Linked DNA regions of Sus scrofa: region 1 is linked to region 2. The links are chromatin contacts, called in public Hi-C maps. All regions are on one chromosome and are shown on one strand. The core of a region is the stretch at or near the end of the contact, and the rest is flanking DNA. Distances in the headings are between cores, read along the strand shown. Region 1 has its middle 48 kb from the start of MBNL3. Region 2 holds the start of MBNL3 (muscleblind like splicing regulator 3).

Region 1 (6,824 bases), core at 3,095-5,594, 47 kb before region 2:
GGGACACGGCCAAGGAGTGGATGGGTTCCTAAGGATATTATGGTTTGGCCCATTCATCAGTAGCCTCGGGGGCCTAAATCATGTAAGTTGTTTATTTATTTATTTTTATTTTTGTCTTTTGTCTTTATAGGGCTGCACCCATGGCATATGAAGGTTCCCAGGCTAGGGGTCGAATCAGAGCTGAAGCCGCAGGCCTGTGTCACAGCCACAGCAGTGCTGGATCCAAGCCACGTCTGCGACCTACACCCCAGCTCATGGCAACGCCAGATCCTTAACCCACTGAGCGAGGCCAGGTATTTAACCCGCACCCTCATGGTTCCTAGTCAGATTCGTTTCCGCTGAGCCACAGTGGGAACTCTGTTTTTTGTTTTTTTTTTTAATGAAAGGTATGTAACATCTGGATTCCTAAGATCATGTTATCTCTCCACTAAGATTATCTTTTCCTAACCTGTTTGAAATTTCGTAGGTAAAATTTGCATGAGCGGCTGCTGTGACTTATCCATGTTTATAACCTTGACATCTAGTTATGTGGCCCCGAGTTAGTCCTTAATGAATGTTTGTTTAAATGTATTGTTTTTTTTAAAAAAAGAATGTATTTAGGGGTAAGTTCCCGCTGTGGCGCAGCAGGTTAAGAGTCCGACTGCAGTGGCCCAGGTCACTGTGGAGGCACCGGTTCGATTCCCAGCCTGCACAGTGGGTTAAAGGATCTGGCCTTGCCACAGCTGTACCTCAGATTCAGTCCATGGCCTGGGAACTTCCTTGGGCGGCCATTAAAAAAAATTTATGAAAAAGAAATTACAGAGAACCACTATCAATGTGTATTCAATAATTGGATATGAGCAATCTACCCTGAGTGGTTTAGAGTCCTTCATTTACTTGCCCTAAGGTAATGGACTAGACTTGATCTTTCAGCATTACTTGCAACTCTAGCATTCTTAACGTCTTTATCCTTTAGTGAAAGAGTCTTGTTAGACTTTTGACAGACCTGATAACCCAAGTTGTATTGTTTCGGTGATTACTAATGTGAACACTGCTTTGTGGCTTGAGGCTTGAATGGTTTTAGTGGAACAAGTACATGTGATCGGTGATATCATCCATATTTGGACCCTGAGAATTTAAGCTCAGTTTCATGTCAGTGTGAGTTGAAGTTGTTTCCGTTATGCTGAGAACCTTTATGCTCTTTTGTATGACGTGCTGTTATTTAAAAGAGAATCAAGGCATTTTTGTCTCCTACATTGGTACATTAAATTATATGGTAGTCCAGTTTAATCACTGAAGTCATTCAGTACGTGGTGATATAGATGATATCATAGTAACTGAATTTCCTCATCATTCATATAAGGTACACTAATCTGATTTTAAGTTGATGAACACAGTGTGATAACTATAGTCTAGAATTTTATCAGTTTTAATGGAATTCCATTCACCTGACTATAAATGTAAATTCTCTCTTTAACCCAACATTTAAGCCATTACTCCTTCTTTTTTGCTTGGCCATTTAAGCTGAGTTGATTTTTTTGAATGATCCTTATCGATAGTATTTTTGTATTTTCCATACATGTTCGTGCATACCTTGGCGTACAGACTTCCTTGCTGGTTTGACTTCAGCATTTTCCTTGAATTTATTTTCTTTTTTTTTTTTTTTGACTTTTTGCTATTTCTTTGGGCCGCTCCCGCGGCATATGGAGGTTCCCAGGCTAGGGGTCGAATGGGAGCTGTAGCCACCAGCCTACGCCAGAGCCATAGCAACACGGGATCCGAGCCGAGTCTGCAACCTACACCACAGCTCATGGCAACGCCGGATCGTTAACCCACTGAGCAAGGGCAGGGACCGAACCCGCAACCTCATGGTTCCTAGTCGGATTCGTTAACCACTGCGCCACGACGGGAACTCCTGAATTTATTTTCAAATCCTGCTTTCTTTTCAGGCTCTTACTCAGATCTTGTGAAATCCTCTTAAGGAGAGATCATTTTTATTTTGCCTTTCCATTTTGATTTGCATACTCCAGATTTTGATATAACAAGCTTCAAATTAGCAACAGACAGAGAGGACTTTTAAAAGGAATTGGCTGCCTGAATGTAGTATAATAGGATCACAATTTTTCATAATTTCTAAAACTTGGGGATTTCCCGTCGTGGCTCAGTGGTTAGGGAATCTGGCTAGGAGCCATGAGGTTGCAGGTTCAATCCCTGGCCTCGCTCGCTCAGTGGGTTAAGGATCTGGCATTTCTGTGAGCTGTGGTGTAGGTCACAGATGCGGCTCAGATCTGGCATTGCTGTGGCTGTGGTGTATGCCGGCAGCAACAGCTCTGATTCGACCCCTAGCCTGGGAACCCCCATATGCTGTGGGTGCAGCCCTAAAAATAAATAAATAAATAAATAAATAAATAAGTAAATATTTAAAACTCGGTTCAGAGTTTTTGCTTTGATTTGGATAACCATTTTTGGTAGAAAATTTCTATTCTAGGGGGAGGGATTTAGTGTACCCAAAGGCTTCTATGCTTCCCTTCTGCCAGCTGGGTGCCAGATTTCTGAACCACATGTTCTTTTGAATGGGTGATTTGAAACCCAATGTGCCAAGCATTTTCTAACTTATTTGCCAGATGCATGAAAAGATATATTCAAAAAATTATCAGCAATTCAGGATCCTCTGGCTTCCATGGATAGGCAGTAATGAGCTTTCATATTGCAATTACAGGAAGCTGGGAAGAAAATTGGGAGACTGGAGATTTTTAAATTAGTGTCCATGACTCTATTATTGTGACATCTGAGAACTTTAAATATTGAAAGACTCGATAACACTATTTGGTGACAAGTCTAGAATTGAGGTTTATGGCAGATTTTGTTTTGAAAGTAGACTTTAACATTGCTCCTCAATTTTGTCTGCTTCATAGAATATTGAACGAGATAATGAATATAAAACAGTTAACACAGTGTCTAGCACAGAATAAGAACTCCATAAATGTTAACTATTATTAACATCTAGAAATACCAATTGTTTAATAACCGAGATGCTGCTTTAGAGTAGATCATAAAATTTGCCCAGCAAAGTAAATTTAACCTTCTTAATGTGTTTTAGTGGTTATTTTGTGACCTCTAAACTCACTGTTGGAATTTTTACTCAATAAAATTCCCAGTATTTCAATTGATTGGAAATTGATATAGAGAACACTTTTTATTTTTATTTATTTTGTCTTCTTGCCTTTTCTAGGGCCGCTCCCGCGGCACGTGGAAGTTCCCAGGCTAGGGGTCGAATCGGAGCTGTAGCCACTGGCCTACACCACAGCCACAGCCACGCAGGATCCAAGCTGCGTCTGCGACCTACACCACAGCTCACGGCCACGCCGGATCCTTAACCCACTGAGCAAGGCCAGGGATGGAACCCGCAACATCATGGTTCCTAGTCGGATTCGTTAACCACTGAGCCACAACGGGAACTCCCGAGAATACTTTTTAATGATTAGGTATTTTTTATTTTATTTTAATTTTTTTTTTACTTTTTAAAAATTAAAGTATAGTTGATTTACAATGTTGTGTCAATTTCTGCTGTAGAGAATATTTTTAATGGAATAGTTGGTATGCATGTTAATCCTGAGCACAGAGGATAGCAGGAGAAATGGACTCTCATAGGTAGAAATAGGAAAAGAAAAGCCAAAACCAAACGTTTGGTAGGCAGAAGAAATATGCCAGACTGTATGTTTTGGCTAGCAACAGACTGTGTGACCTGGAGGGTCAGATGATTATAAGTAGGTAAGCTGTGTCTAATTCTAGAATGTGTTCAAAATTAGAGAAGATCAGGGAGTTCCCATTATGGCACAGTGGAAACGAATCCGACTAGTAACTATGAGGTTGTGGGTTCAATCCCTGGCCTAGCTCAGTGGGTTAAGGATCCGGCGTTGCCGTGAGCTGTGGTGTAAGTCACAGATGTAGCTCGGATCTGGCATTGCTGTGGCTGTGGTGTAGGCCGGCAGCTGTATCTCCGATTCAACCCCTAGCCTGGGAACCTCCATGTGCTGCAGGTGTGGCCCTAAAAAGCAAAAAAAAATAGAGAAGATCAGGTAGAACATCATAGAAAAGTAGAGTCCCACTGGGGTCAATAAATCCGTATAGTATAAGCAGCAATCCCTGCCTTTCCCCAAGGATTCAAAGCTTCAGAGAGCACCCTTCTGGTTTTTAGCAGTGAGTGTGAAATTTATCCATAGCCAAGAATTAAACTCAAACATGGATATGTGTTGTTAATGAAAGAAGCTAAATGAATCAGGACAATTGGGTTAAACTTTGGGAATCCGCCCACCCATTCTGACCACAGATTGACAAGATATCAGATATGTTGAAATCAGATCATGAGCTCTTCATGTGGACACTAACAATTTCAGGCAATGAAGCCAAGTAGATGAACCTTTCTGGGCCTCTGTTCAAGGTTGAAGTAATCGATAGGTTACTTTGCTCCTCGCTGGCTCGGATAATTCTGCCGTGACCACGTTTACATTTATTTGGGACATTTTCATATTTGATGTGAGCTTCATTTTTCTGTACTTTCCTTTTAAAAATCTGAAATGTAGATTTAAATTATACACATTACAGAGGCAGGAACATAAGTTATTTCCCCATTTATTGAGGCAAACCAGAATTGAAATGGATAGATTTCACAGAACAGTTCTTATAGAAGCATTACATTTCAGGGTAACGGTATTGCATTCCATTTTCACGGTACAATTAAAACAATCTTCTTTCCAGCTCCCCTCTACTCGGGGAGGGGGGGTGCAATCCTTTTGAGACTCATTGAGATTGACCTTGAAAGACAGAAGAGAACTATTCCGTGTGGGCCAGGAAGACGACTTTATAATGACAGCATTGTAATTACACACTTTTCTTTAGCGATAGCAAGGGCATTGACTATGTATCCAAAATTCAGTGAAAAGATGTTAAAATGACAGCCTCTTTTATGTTGTCTCTAAATTTTTCTATAAAGAAACACCGTTAATATCTAATCCAGTATAAATCACTCTGAAATAGCAAGAGAAAAATGGAATTCTTATTTTAAAGTCCGATAAGGATATTCTCAGGCCAATATGAAGTTTGGGAAATGTAGAACTTAAGATTCTATCCTGTCTGTGCTCCCAACTCTTCACTCCTAACTCTTTTTAAAAACTCAGTTTATTTAAACGAATGAAAAATATGTACCCATTTCTTCAACCCCATAACCCCCACCCTGTTCTCTGTATGTATGTCTGAACACTTGAGTTTTTATATATAATAACGTGTGTGTATACATTCTATATATAAGCAAAATCATATGGTATTTGTCTTTCCCTGTCTGACTTATTTCACTTAGCATAAGGCCCTCAAGGTCCATCCATGTGGTTACAAATGGCAAGATTTCATTCATTTTTATGGCTAAATAATATTCCATTTCCTATATAAAACACACACACACATATATCACAGTCTCTTTATCCATTCATCAGTGGACATTTGCGTTGTTTCCATACTTTGGCTATTGTAAATAATGCTGCAGTAAACACAGAGGTGTATGAATCTTTTTGAACTAAAGTTTTCATTTTCTTCAAATAAATACCCAGAAGTGGAATTGCTGTATCAGATGGTAGTTGTATTTTTAATTTTTTGAGGAACCTCCATACTGGTTTCCATGGTGTCTGTACCAGTTTTCATTCCCACCAACAGTGTACAAGGGCTCCCTTTTTCTCCACATCCTTGCCAACATTTGTTATTTCCAGTCTCTTTAATAACAGCTGTTCTAACAGGTGTGAGGTGATATATCTCATTGTGGTTTTCATTTGCATTTATCTGATGATTCATCATGTAGAACATCTTTTTCATGTGTCTGTTAGCCATCTGTATGTCCTCTTTGGAAAAATGTCTATTCAGATCTTCTGTGTATATATATATATATATATATATATACACAGAAAAAATATATATATTATTATTATTATTATTTTTTTTTTTGCTTTTTAGGGCCACACCCACGGCATAAGGAGGTTCCCAGGCTAGGGGTCCAATCAGAGAGACAGCTGCCAGCCACAGCCACAGCCACAGCCACAGCCACACCAGATCTGAGCCACGTCTGCGACCTACGCCACAGCTCCTGGCAACGCCAGATCCTTAACCCACTGAGCAAGGCCAGGGATTAAACCTGCAACCTCATGGTTCCTAGTCAAATTTGTTTCCGCTGTGCCACGATGGGAACTCCCTAAATAGGGTTATTTAGAGATTTTTGCTATTGAGTTGTATGAGTTCTTTATATATTTTGGATCTTAGCTCGTTATCAGATACATGATTTACAAATATCTTCTATTCAGTAGGTTGCCTTGTCATTCTGTTGATCGTTCCCTTTGCTGTGCAAAAGCATTTTACTTTGATATGGTCCTACTTTTTTATTTTTGCTTTTGTTGTTCTTGTTTTTGGTGTCAAATTAAAAAAAAATCATTGCCAAGACCTATATCAAGGAGCTTACCACCATACTTTCTTCTAGGAGGCTTATGGTTTTTTGTTTTTGTTTTGTTTTTTTCTGTCTTTTGTCCTTTTAGGATCACACCAGCGGCATATAGGGGTTCCCAGGCTAGGGGCCTAATTGGAGCTGTAGCCACCAGCCTACGCCACAGTCACAGCAATGCCAGATCCTAGCTGTGTCTGCAACCTACACCATAGTTCATGGCAATGCTGGATCCTTAACCCACTGATCGAGGCAAGGGATCGAACCCACAATCTCATGGTTCCTAGTCAGATTCGCTTCCGCTGTGCCACGACGGGAACTCCCTAGGAGGTTTATGGTTTCAGGTCAGTTTTATAGTCAAATCCTT
Region 2 (6,738 bases), core at 162-2,661:
GTTAGAGAAAGTTTGAAGTTGTTTTTTCAGAGCTTGTCTGGCTGAAGTATTTAAGGGAAACTTACAGCCATGGCAAGGGGCGCTGGGACGATGACTGTCGGATCTTTCTTTGTAGCAATCGTAGGAAAAATCTCTCAGCTCTGGGGAGGTCAAGTATGGGCAGAAATGGTCAATGTCACGTCAACGGCCCATCCGGTTCTTTGGAGTTTACTACATGCCATGGGGCTTGCTTTGAACTTTAGGCAGAGGGAGCTGAATCAGATCGCTCTTTTCCTAAGGCTTCTGCAGTGAGATGTGTCGAGAGGTGTTTTGGGGGAGGCGGAAAGAGGGATGGTTCTGTGATTGAATTATGTTTCTGAACTCAAAGTCAGCAGGTTTCTTTGCTGTAGAACAAGTGACAAGAGAACCTTTCTTATGCTCCTGTGGACAAGTCATCTACAGGAGAGGACTAGAGGGTGCTGTTCCTTCCAAGTATTTCTCCGGGAAAACTCCGTTCCTGAGGCTCCTGCCCTGGGAATAGTGGTGTGCGGTGCACACTCTGGCACACGCTGGACTGAATGATCTCCGAGAGCCTTTCCAGCTTTACTGTTGGATGTTTCTATGACATATTGTCTCTAAACATAGAAGCTTCCCCAGTGAAGTAGTGTCATTCTTTCTGACCTTAACTAATTCTGACTCTGATCATTCCAACAAAGGAGGCTACGGTCCTAATGGGTAAAATGTAAATTCAGGACCGTGTGACTAACTCCTGAATGTTTACAGGTGCCACTTTTGTGATATACATAGTCTATAAGGTGGGGCTATAACAGATTGCCATTTTTCCTAAAGATATTGTTTCGTTTCTTAGAGTTGGCCCTGCCCTCCACTTCTCAGGCATTGGCTGAGAAAGACATTTAGGCAAATAATGGCTATCCGTGCCATTTTTTTTTTTCTTTTTGAGTGTTACCATGCCATTTTTTGCCTGTTTCGAATATGTATCTGCCTGGATCTTACGTGTGCATGTAGAAACAGGATGCTTAAGCACACGTTTTCCTGGCCTGTAGTGGATGACTTCAAGACTAAAGAAATTAAAGTTAACCTGCCTTCCCCTTCCCCCCCCAGTGCACAGACACACTAAGAAAACCCTTAAAAACATAAAAGCCTCATCTTGCTTTAATCACGTGTAGGTTCAAAAAAAGTTGTATACATTTTGAGCCAGGAGTTAGGCCTGGTGGTCACACAGTCTGCCCCCTCCCCCGGATTCAAGTTGGTGGGAGGAGCTCCCACAGGCATCAGTGTCTTTGAATATACAGTTGCGCCACTGTGGTTGGGAAAGTGGAGTGGCTGACCGGGTAGGGAGCCGTGTGAAGCTTTTGGTGGGAGGAGCCATGGAATAAAAAATTGCTTTCTCCAGCCGTCAACTTCCTTAAATTCCTTGCAGCTGGTCAGGTAAGCTGGGCCTGAGGGTGCCTCCTGCTTTGCCCCGGGCAACCGAAGGCCTAGTAGAGCCGGGGCTGATTCTATGGAGGGGGCTGCTTAGGACCTTAAGGTAAAGAGAGTAAGTAAAGTGGGGTTTCGAGGATTTACCTTTATTTTAGCTGAACCCACCAAGATGGAAGAATAGGTAGGGAGAGGGTGGCTAGATAATAGATTGCATGGGGCATACTTACACTAAAAAATCCGCCCTCGTTTATCTGAAATTCAAATTTGATTGGGCATCCTGAATTTTCATTTGATAAAGCTGGCAACCCTAGATAGGATTCCAGGCAGAAGCCCTAGCCGGGAAGAAAAGGTACAAGCAGCTGGTGTCCCTTTTTGTCCTGGTTCTAAATCGCTGTGGTTAGTGACTAGATGGGGTGTCCAGCAAAAGGAGCCCGAGGACCCTAAGATTTGACAAAGGCCCGAGGGGGACCCTCTCTCTACTTTATGTTGCTTCGTAACAAAGCCTATGTAGTAAGTAGCTTCATGAAGTTGCATGATTTTATGTGTGTTTCTTGGAGTAACAAATTGTCATTCTTTTCTCTTTTCCTTTTTTTTTTCCCTATATTTTAATGACATTTTACATTGGCAGCCATCAACTACTTTAAAGACAGCTTCCATGAATACTTAGCATCGGAAACGCCTTCTGACTCTTGGTAAACTCAGTGGGCTTCACTTTTCTTGGGGGTTCTAATTTCCTTCTGGTTGGCTGTCTTATAGACAGAGAGGATGTGTTCCTGAAGAGCAGATTATTGAAGAGATAGTTAATATTTTTTTCTAAAGCAATTGAAGGTATTCGATTAGACCGGTGAGGAAAAATTGAGGGGGAGGCAGGAAGCAGATCTGAGTTACTGGGAAGGCAGGCTTGGTTTCACTCTGAACAGCAACTCTGACTTTTAGTGCTGTTTGCTCTTCGAGAAAATTCAGAGAAAAACTTCAAGTTTGGGATTATTTGAAAATAAATGTTTGGTGTGAATTCAGCTGAACAGGGGTCTTAAAGCACGGTGGGGGGACATTTTTCTCGTAAGAAGTCTGGATACGCAGTAGAGATGCCCAAGAAGGCCCCGCTCTAGTGATTGACCTAAAGCCTTGTATTCCTCCTTTGTCTAAGTGGCTTCAGGGAGTTTGACTTGCAGCTGGTTAGAGAAATGCAGGGTGGGGATGGAGCCCACCTGTCAAGGAAGGCAGTTTATTCTAAGGTGACCCTGGTGCTCCCCTTGGGCAGGCCCAGGTGCTAATTAAATATGAATCCACTGCAGGTGCCTTTACTCAGCTCTGTGGGGTCCTCTATCCTGGAGGCGGGGGGAGTTCTGGTGGCCACAGATCCCTGGGAATTAGAACAGGGTTTAGGTCTGTGTGCCTTAGGATTTCCTAACATTTCTGATTGAGTTACCAGGATTTTTCAGCCATGATGGTCACTTATACCTCAGAGTATATATTCATAGCAAAAAGAAAGAAAAAAAGAAGAAATCTTGTTTTGAATTAGCTGTTTTCTGAACCTGAACAGAGTAACGGTTCATTTGAAAGAAAAAACCAGAAACAGCCTCAGTCGTGTGTTGGCTGTTGTTCTCTTCTTAGAGAAGAAAGAACTTGAGCCAGGAAACAGCAAGAAGAGCAATTAGGATTCTAAGGCAGACCTAGTGTTATGCCCTCATAACATTATTCTCATAAAGTTTATTCATTCAGCAAACTTTATGGAGTGGACACTCTTCACCAGGCACAGAAAGAGCCCCGGAGGCTCAAAGATGAAGAAGATATAGTCCTGCCTTTAGACAAACTCAAAGTCGAATGGGGAGATAGGCATGCAAACAGTTTATCCCTGTACACAGTGATAAGTGCTATGATAAAAGTGAGTACAAGGTGCAGCTGGAGGCACAAAGGAGGAAGAGGAATGGGAGTAAGGGTGTGGGGGTAGGGAGATGGGTTTAGGCAAATCTTTACAAAGCGAGAGAGTCCTTTCAACTGAAAATCCATATTGGGTAGTGAGAGCCCAGAAGCTTGGCTGCCGTCCTTACTGAGCTGCTTGTAAATTAGGACAAGCCATCTCATCAATTTGGCCCTCGCTTTCCCTGTAAGATAAAGGTGCACGAGATGTTCCTTAAAATCCTTAAAATCCCGTTCAGCCTTAAATGTTGTGATTCTGGAAATCAGGTTATCTTAGTGGGCTGTTGCAGAACAACAGTGTGTTTGTTGAACCTACTCCTCCCTTCCGCTTTTGGAGGTCACCATTTGAAAGCTTTCTTGAGGCAGATAGGCAGGAAAATTGTGCCCTCCTCCCAGCTTCTTAGCTATTGAGACCTGTTGTCTGGTTTGCACCAAAGTCATTGTCTTGTATGTGTGTGTGTTTGGGGGGGATGTCAAGGAAGGCGAGTTGAGCAGAGATGCAGTGCCCACTTCGTGGGGGGAGTGGCCCTCGCCATGGTGGGGGTGGGGGTCCTACGTTCAGCCCCGTTAATTTTGCTTTCAGTACACTCAGGAAATGGTTTATCAAAGTCTTTAAAGACTTTTTGTCTGCACCCCAAATTGAAATGAAAAGTTGCATGCAAGACTCTTAAGGATGGGAATTAAAATCCTTACAATTTTAAGGATTTTTGTGCATGTATATATATATATATATCTATATCAATATTCATAGATGGTACAGTACTGAAAGATAAAGACAGCCCTCTAAGAAGAAAGTGGGAAATTTGCCATTAGTATGCTGACCTCTGACTAATACTCAATCTTTGTTGATGTTGTCTCACTTTGAGTTGTTTCAGAGTGTTCCTAGTCTTTAATAGGTCCGTGATGCTTGTAGGAACCAGGCAACCTAGTATGTATGATTTGTAATTCTAAAATTACCGTTACTTCCTTGGAGAAGCCATGTCCACACCTGTAAGTATGTTTCAGTAGGGCAGTATAATCCATAGGATTTTTCATTTAATACGTGATCACTAAAATGGAATCTTTTTTTTTTTTTTTTCCATAGAAATGAAATCACCCATTCGTAGCCCTTAACATTTAACTTTTACCTCTTGGTAACCTAGCAGAGCAGTGAGTTGTCTTTGAAAAGGTAATCCAGAGAGAAAGGTGTCCCCCCCCCAAAACCCCATAATTCCTAGTGTATTTGAAGAAGCAAGTCATTCCGCAAACAGCTGTTCCTGTTAAGGTCCTGTGACTGACAAGGGTAATTTTCAGCTTCCTAGGGGCCTTTTCTTATTCTGATGGATGGTAGAGCTTTCTCTCAGGAAGGTAAAAAAGTACATTTCAGGGAGTTTTTTGACCACCCAGTGCAGGGGAAGTCTTGCATCTGACAGACTCTCACTGTCATAACTCCCAAGACTTAGGTGGGATTTGAATCTCTACAATGGTACTTTTCTTTCGCAGTCAAAGGCTTTGTACTCATTTGTGAAAAGCCTGAAGGTAGGTAAAAAGAAATAGATTGAATTTGGGAGGTTTTATGAATGCTCTGCAACTTTTCCCTTTGTCTGCCATCAACTTTTTGATGCGGAGGTGTTTCGGAGACTTCACTGGTCATTTTCTCCCCCCTGCTGTTTTTTTTGGGTGCATTTTCAAAGAGAGTAGATGGGAAAGGGGAGCTGGAAGACTCACAGATGTAGTTGCGCTTTTTTCAGCAGAGAGTCCCTTTGCTATTGATTGAATCCCTTGGCCATTTTCGGGATTCAGTATCATGGTGAGAGACGGAAGGAAAATGATTTGTTTTTAAGGCCAAAGGAAATGGAAAAGATGTGAAATTGAGGTGAGCATAAATGAGCTTGCACTCTGAGCGCTTCAGTGCTTCTTTAATTGTGTGTGTATATGTATGTGGAGGGGAGGGAGCTAGAAGTAAACTGGTCTTGGCTGCTGTTTTTAGGATCTAGCCACCTCTACCGGTGGATGGCGATGGTCGCAGGTACACTTCAAGAGTCATTTATGACATTTATAGAGTCACTTATGACATCGTCTCATTCCTTGCACTGAGCACGTGGTAACAATGAGCTCTGTGAGTCTAGAAGGAGGGCTTGGGAAACCCAAGGGGTGATTTTTTTTTTTTTTTTCCAGCCCATGATCATTTCTGGGCTATTTTAGACTTGGTGTGAATCGGATATCTTGTGGCCCATTCAGGGTGCTTAGCTGGCCTAAGGAAAACTTTGACCCTTTCTAGTCCAAAGTCACTGGTTTTCCAAAGGACAAAAAACAAAAAAAATAACCAATAAATGATTATATATTGGGCTGGGCCAATCCCTCCCTTGCCTCCACCCCCTACCATCCAAGTCCCTGCTTACCAAAGCCTTCACCCCTACCAAGACGAACAGCACATGTTAGCAAATGTCAGGGATAAAGCTTGCCGCCCCCTCCACAACTCCAATGAAAGTATTTTGGCCTACAGTTAAGTTTGGGCCTCTTGAAGAATGAATACCATACAGAGGAGATTTCTTATCACCCAGATTTGCGCATATAAATATATTATCCTGGGTTCTAAAGTCGTTTTGGAAAAAACTTAGGGGCTTGGCTTTCTTTTGAAATACTGTGTTCCACAGATAACATGGATATTAAATTATCTCATCTCATCTATTGTGTGGACAGAAAATGCAGGGTTTTTTTCCTCTTGTAGATGCTGTCTTTAACATAAGCAGCAACCTCTGGTAAAGTAGTATTGCTGTGCATTTGCATTGTTATCGAATTAAATTATGGATTCTGTCATTCAAAAGAGAATGCTTTATAAATCAAGTAAAATCTCATAACTAACATGAGTAAGTTTTTTTTAAAAATCTTAGGCTGCCTCATATTCCATACGTTAGTTTTATAGCCTAACTTGATGTAATTCTTTCAAGTGTAATTCTGTTTTTCTGTTTCTGTGTGCTGTTTTCACTTTGTAAAAATGTCATTAGTTTCCCAAGAAAAAGCTTAAGCAAAGGCATTATATGTAAAGGACAGCAATAAAAAGCACAAAGGCAGGTAGCGATTCTTTATCTGTAGATAGGCAGGAAATGTGCCAAATACACCCTGTTCTCTCCCTTCCTTCCTCCTCCCCTCCTCAGATTACATTCAATGTAAATGATGTTAAAACTCTAACCTGTAACAAACAGCAAAATCCTAATGTCCCCCTTTGTCTTTTTTTGGGAACTGATCTATTGTTTGGAGTTCCTGAATGTAAGAGACAGTCCTCTGTAACTTTTCTTGAAGTGGATCACAGATTGTGTTTTGTTTAAATGTTTATGGTTGTTAAACATTTGTGTGGGAAAGCTCCCAAGGTGGTTTACAATCCTAAGGCAATCCTGCTGGAGCTCGCTGATTTCT

Evidence for each region. Hi-C and Micro-C count contacts between places; a contact is called where the count stands out from the background.
Region 1: a Hi-C map of liver shows a contact between it and region 2, with 2.0 times the contacts expected there. The contact joins the enhancer-like site here to the promoter of MBNL3 in region 2. A contact is called at or near these places in 5 of 47 Hi-C or Micro-C datasets (embryonic fibroblasts, epiblast stem cells and liver) and 1 of 2 datasets of contacts at active chromatin or transcription factors (alveolar macrophages).

Annotation. Positions count from the first base shown.
Region 1 is chrX:108,573,646-108,580,469 of Sscrofa11.1, reverse strand. It overlaps a transcript of MBNL3 not described here. Among named protein-coding and RNA genes, the nearest start is that of MBNL3, 48 kb to the right of the region's middle. Within about 2 kb of position 4,344, at least 1 of the 83 cell types and tissues checked has an H3K27ac peak or open chromatin away from gene starts, as enhancers often do. A contact at or near this core is called in liver, where this site is marked.
Region 2 is chrX:108,524,106-108,530,843 of Sscrofa11.1, reverse strand. MBNL3 (muscleblind like splicing regulator 3) reads left to right here and starts at 1,411. Exons shown (of 9, transcript NM_001243933.1): 1 at 1,411-1,428; 2 at 2,051-2,114.